Regions from separate parts of the Mus musculus genome. Here region 1 is linked to region 2. A link is a contact called in public HiChIP or PLAC-seq data. All regions are on one chromosome and are shown on one strand. The core of a region is the stretch at or near the end of the contact, and the rest is flanking DNA. Distances in the headings are between cores, read along the strand shown.

Region 1 (2,700 bases), core at 190-2,689, 170 kb before region 2:
ACAGTCCCAGCATTTCGGAGGCCAAAAGGTGGAAGATATGTTGTTGTTTTGTTATTTATTCATTCTTCCTTTTGTTTGTTTAAGACAAGGTCTCTTTCCATAGCCAGCTGTCCTGGAACTCTCCAATTTACAGAGATCTGCCTGCCTCTGCCTCCTGAGTGTTGGGATTAAAGGCATGCGCCACCACACCCGGTCAGGAGGACGTTAAATTAGATGATAGGCTTGTCCACATAGTAAACTGTCCCCCCTCCCCAAATTATTTAAATAAAGGGAGGGGTCCTCAGAGAATATACTCCATACCATGAGCAAGAAACAAAGGTAGAGGAAGAAAGGGAAAAGGGGGAGAAAATAAAACAGCGAAGGGAAGAAACAAGAGCATTAAGACCAGGATCACTGGGCTTGCCTGCACATGCGCATAAGTTCACCAGCCTATCTCCCCACCTCCAATCCCCACTCCCCAACCCCAGCAATTTTGCAATTCAACAACTACTTAGCAACATTGCATTGTGTGACAACTTCTAGTTGGGCTAGAGTCTCTTGAAAAGAGGTGGTCAAGGTATGCCTTACTGTCTACCTTAAATAACTTCTATTTGGTGGGTGGGGCGGGGGAGAGTTGTTCTTCAAATGTAACAATTCTAGGAAGTAACTTTGACTCTTAAGTAATTTCCAATTGTTTAACCTGGGCTGCCAGACACATTGTATCATTAGCAAAAACAGGGCCAACCCTGAAAGCTGAAGCCAGGAATCTTGACAGCAACCCTTTCACACTATCTAACCTCTCCTTTAGGCCTGTAATCCTGGATCCAGCAGATCCCACAGGCGATGTGGGAGGAGGTGACCGCTGGTGCTGGCATCTTCTAGCTGAAGAAGCGAAGGAGTGGCTGTCCTCCCCTTGTTTCCAAGTGGAGCAAAAAGGCCTGGTACAGCCTTGGAAAGTGCCAGTAAGAGCCCTCTAAAGAACAGGGGTGGGCCCGTCACAGATTCTAATCAAAGGCTTTCTTAGTGTAGTAGGTTGGGATTGCTGAGCCCCCAAAGATTTAAAAACTGGACTCTAAGAGTTCAGTCAGTTACTACATTCTCTCTCTCTCTCTCTCTCTCTCTCTCTCTCTCTCTCTCCCTTCCCAGGTACCTAGAGATCTAAAGACAAGTGACATGGTGGGAGTGTTCACTACAGGAGGGATCTTGTGGCAGGACCAAGGCTTTTTGTCATTTGTCTAGGTGGTGCCTTGATCTACCCTATCCCTACCTGGCAGCAGCACCCATGCCCCAATCAAAATGACAGCAGACACTATCAATTATCCCCTGGAAGTAAGGGTACCACTGTCTAGCTCTCTGATCTATTTTTAGCACAAGTGGCCCTGAACCCAATGGGGTGCCTGCACCTTGCAGCTTCACCCAACCGGAAGATGGGGGAAAGAATGGAGAGTCTGGGATTCTGAGGCTGGCTGGGTGTGGCAGCCTGCCTAGGATTCCAGCCTTGGAAGGCTGAGTCCATGGAATCCCCAGAGCAAGCTGATTAGCTCAGCTAGTTCTGGATTTGATTAACAGACCCTGGCTCAGTAACTAAGGTGAAATAGTGACTGAGGATGACAGATGACTCCTGACAGCACCTGGGGCCACGAACATGTAAACATATGCACATACATACATGGAAACAGATATGGATATGTATATGTAAAAGGGGGAGCAGGGAGGACATGGGATTGGCTTAGAAGTTTCATTGTCACATTCTCACACGTTAAAAATCTAGAATTGTTACATGGCCATACTCGTAATTTTGAAAGTGGCCATCAAATCAAAGTTGTTTCTTCTCCTGTTGGGAGCTTCCTCCTCCTCCACCCGATACACACTGGGCACAGCCCTCCAGGCCACCCTCCCACAGGCAGGCACACTCTGTTCTCCTTTCTGTCCTTCCTTGGCACCATTGACAACTGGGGACAAGTTGAGGGGGCTGTGTCGTGCAGTGTAGGTTGCTGAACACTGTCCCAGTCTCTTCTAGATGTTCCCCCCCCAAACAAAACAAAACAAAAACAAAACAAAACAAACAACAACAAAAACCCAAGATATAGTGTTGTATCTTCTGGTGAGAGAAAGTTTGTCCCTGGTGAGACCCCATACCTCAGGGGCGTGCCCCTGTCTTCATCTGCAGGGTGACAGGCCACATTAGCCAAACCTGAAGCAGTCTACTGGTTGTGTTTGTCTTTGATCACAGTTTCCCAAATATGTTTTCCAGATTCTTTTCTGGAGACAGGATCTTACTGCGTAGCTCTGGCTGTCCTGAAACTCCCTATGGAGTCCAGACTGGCCTTAACTCACAGAGATCCACTTGCCTCTCCTGGAATTAAAGGGATGCGCCAATATGCCCTTCTTTAAGCTTCCTCTCCCTCTCTCTCCAGGTAATGCAGACCCCCGGAAGCTGTGGAGGTCAGATCTACCCCACTGTGGGTGGAGTTACTAAGTAGGAGTCCATTCAGCTCTGGAAGACGCTTCTGGAGTGATCTGGCAAAGACTCAGACTGTGTTAGAAAAGGGAGCCTGGTTCAGTCCTCTCTGGCAGGCTCGCACCTCTATTCTTCCTTCTTGGAATCAAGACATGGGATTATCCTTCCTCCTCCCCCAGGGTCTCACAGCACAGGCCCTGCTCTGTGTGAGTGACCTCCTTCAGAGACACTTGCCCCATGCAGCTCGATGGGTTCTGGTT
Region 2 (2,700 bases), core at 168-2,667:
ATACACATATTCAAATAAATACATATACACACAAATATACATACACATAAACACAACATAAACATACATACATGCATACACAAACACACATACATGCACAAATACATATACATATATAATACACATAAACAAATAACACCAAACACGCATGGACACAGATACACAAACACACCAAACACACACATACATATACACACAAACACACATTCATAAACAACACATACATATACACACATTTACACACAAACACACATACACATAAACACACAAACACATGTACACATAAACCACAAACACACACACACCAGATTTCTCTGGTATAGAAAAGGTCTTGGGGCAGGATGTTGAGAGGACAAGATCACGAAAGTGCCTGGGTTGGTCCACAGGAGAGATGGCTCCAGCTGTGGCAGAGAGGAGGAGCCTGTGAGAAGATTAAAGACAGTTAACAGCCTGAGCTATATAGAGCGAGTTCAAGGACAACCAAGGCCACACAGAAAGACCTTGTCTGGAAAAACCGTGAATGCACACACACACACACACACACACACACACACACACACACACACACACACGAAGACAATTAAACTGACACATGTAACTTTTTTATACAGTATTTGGTGCTTGTTGGCAGTGGCCAGACAGGGAGGGTTTGAAGCTGGAATCTGTGTGGAGCCTTTTTTTTTTTTTTTGATCCTAGGGGCGGGCCCATCAACTTCCTGAGGCCTCCTCGGCCTGTGTTGATTCAGCTGTTGCCTGTGCAGTTACAGGCCGAGGATAGTACACTCCCATTCTGCCTCCTCGCAGCCCCCCACCCCCCATGCTCCTCCGCCAGCCCGTGTTCCCCAGGAACATCCCAAGAGCCTCATCATTGGTCCTCTGAGTCCAGACAGAGTTTCTCACATCTGGACTCAGTGCCAGCTGCGGAAGTGCAGAAGGCGATGCTCTCCCTAGTGAGGAAGAAGCTACTCGGTATCTGGTGCTCAGGCCAGGCCCTGTAGGTGTGTGGCCATTTTAGTGCACGCTAGACTGGCTGGTGGACTGTGGTTCACGAGGCAAAGGGAGAGTGGCTCATGTGTGCTAACACTGTTACTGTTCTCTTAGAGCCGAGCTGCTAGGTTGTGTTGTTAGAGGGCCTCTGTCTGGGCAGAGTCTGCAGGGCCGGAGTGTGGAGTTGTTTCTCGGGCCACCTGCATCTGCCAGTGAGAGTGGAGAATGATTTTTCCTGGGAATTTGTTTGGCGGGTTTTTCTTTCTCCTTTTGGAGGCAGTGTCTCACTGTAACCCAAACTTGTTAGGATCTCCCCGCCCCGGTCCCCAAAGTACTGGGCTTGCATCGGGCCAGCCACCGCGCCTGGCCTGGTTTGTGCTTCGGAGGTTACACTTGTGACTGGTCACCTGACCTCTGGAGCGAGCTTGCTCCACCGCCTAGCCCTCGGCGGCTGTCGGGGCGGACACTGGATACTTAAGGACACAGTTACAGGGTGGAGTATACTCAGTAATCCAGAACTGACTGACTAGCCAAACAGCAGGGATGCATTTCAGATTGCATAGACTGAGAGGCAGGCAGGTGTGCAGACCGGACAGAACCTCTTACAGAACACTGTAAGGCTTGCAGGGACACCAGGCAGGGTGTTGGCTGAGTGATTCTCTGCAGCCAGACAGGAAACCGAGGAAGCCATGACTCTTTCAGTCTTTTATTTAGATTTATTTATGTATTTTTGGTTTTTCAATACAGGGTCTCACTCTGTAGACCAGGCTGGCCTTGCCTTCAAAGATCTGCCTGCTGGGATTGAAGGTGTGTGCCACCACCACCACCTGGCTTCATTTTTATTTATCCTTTTAGTTTAGTTTAGTTTTTGTTTTTGTTTTTTTAAAGATTTATTTATTATTATAAATGAGTACACTGTTGCTGTCTTCAGACACCAGAAGAGGGCATCAGATCTCATTACAGGTGGTTGTGAGCCAACATGTGGTTGCTGGGATTTGAACTCATGACTTTCGGAAGAGCAGTCAGTGCTCTTAACCTCTGAGCCATCTCGCCAGCCCTAGTTTAGTTTTTTATGGTGCTGGGGATTGACTCCTGGCCTCGAGCAAAATAAGGTTGTGCTCTCCTGCTGAGCTGTGCTCCTGGCCTACTTGCTTTTAACTTGTTTGTTTGAGACAGGATCTTGCTATGTCTGGACCACTTTTACTTTTGATGTATGTATGTATGTATGTATGTATGTATGTATGTATGTACCTGTCTGTCTGTCTGCCCGTCCGTCCATCCATCCATCCATCCATCCATCCATCCATCCATCTGAGACAGAGTCTTGTCACAGCCCTGGCCAATGACCTTGCTATATAGACCAGGCTAGCCTTGACCTTAAAGCGATTCACCTCCCCTTTACCTCTGAAGTGCTATGACTAAAAAGCATGTGCCATCAGACTAGGCTTATTTTTTAAACTCCTAATACGTGTTTATTTACTGTGTCTGTTTGTACATCGTGCACATGTGGAAGTTAGAGGCCAAGGTGGGGATCAGTTCTCTCCTGGGGTGGGGGTGGGGGTGTCAAATTCATGTCCTTAAGCTAGGCAGCAAGAGCCTTACCCTAACCCTCTGGGCCCTCTCTCCTGTAGATCCTACATTTTATTCTGAGGCAGAGATTTCACTCTGGATTTGAACTCTGTAATTTGCAGTGCTCCTGCCTCACAAACCTGG

What was found. HiChIP or PLAC-seq counts read pairs in DNA pulled down with a chosen protein or histone mark.
Region 1: an H3K27ac HiChIP or PLAC-seq map of embryonic stem cells shows a contact between it and region 2, with 6 read pairs. The contact joins two enhancer-like sites. A contact is called at or near these places in 1 of 115 datasets of contacts at active chromatin or transcription factors (embryonic stem cells) and 1 of 9 other capture datasets (pancreatic islet).

Annotation. Positions count from the first base shown.
Region 1 is chr5:120,731,655-120,734,354 of GRCm38.p6, reverse strand. It overlaps Oas2 (2'-5' oligoadenylate synthetase 2), which reads left to right. Exons shown (of 11, transcript NM_145227.3): 10 at 788-941; 11 at 2,397-2,700. The coding sequence ends at 2,462. Among named protein-coding and RNA genes, the nearest start is that of Oas2, 17 kb to the left of the region's middle. Within about 2 kb of position 1,439, at least 14 of the 459 cell types and tissues checked have an H3K27ac peak or open chromatin away from gene starts, as enhancers often do. A contact at or near this core is called in embryonic stem cells, where this site is marked.
Region 2 is chr5:120,561,843-120,564,542 of GRCm38.p6, reverse strand. The region is part of intron 2 of Tpcn1 (two pore channel 1); the gene reads left to right. Among named protein-coding and RNA genes, the nearest start is that of Tpcn1, 25 kb to the left of the region's middle. Within about 2 kb of position 1,417, at least 111 of the 459 cell types and tissues checked have an H3K27ac peak or open chromatin away from gene starts, as enhancers often do. A contact at or near this core is called in embryonic stem cells, where this site is marked.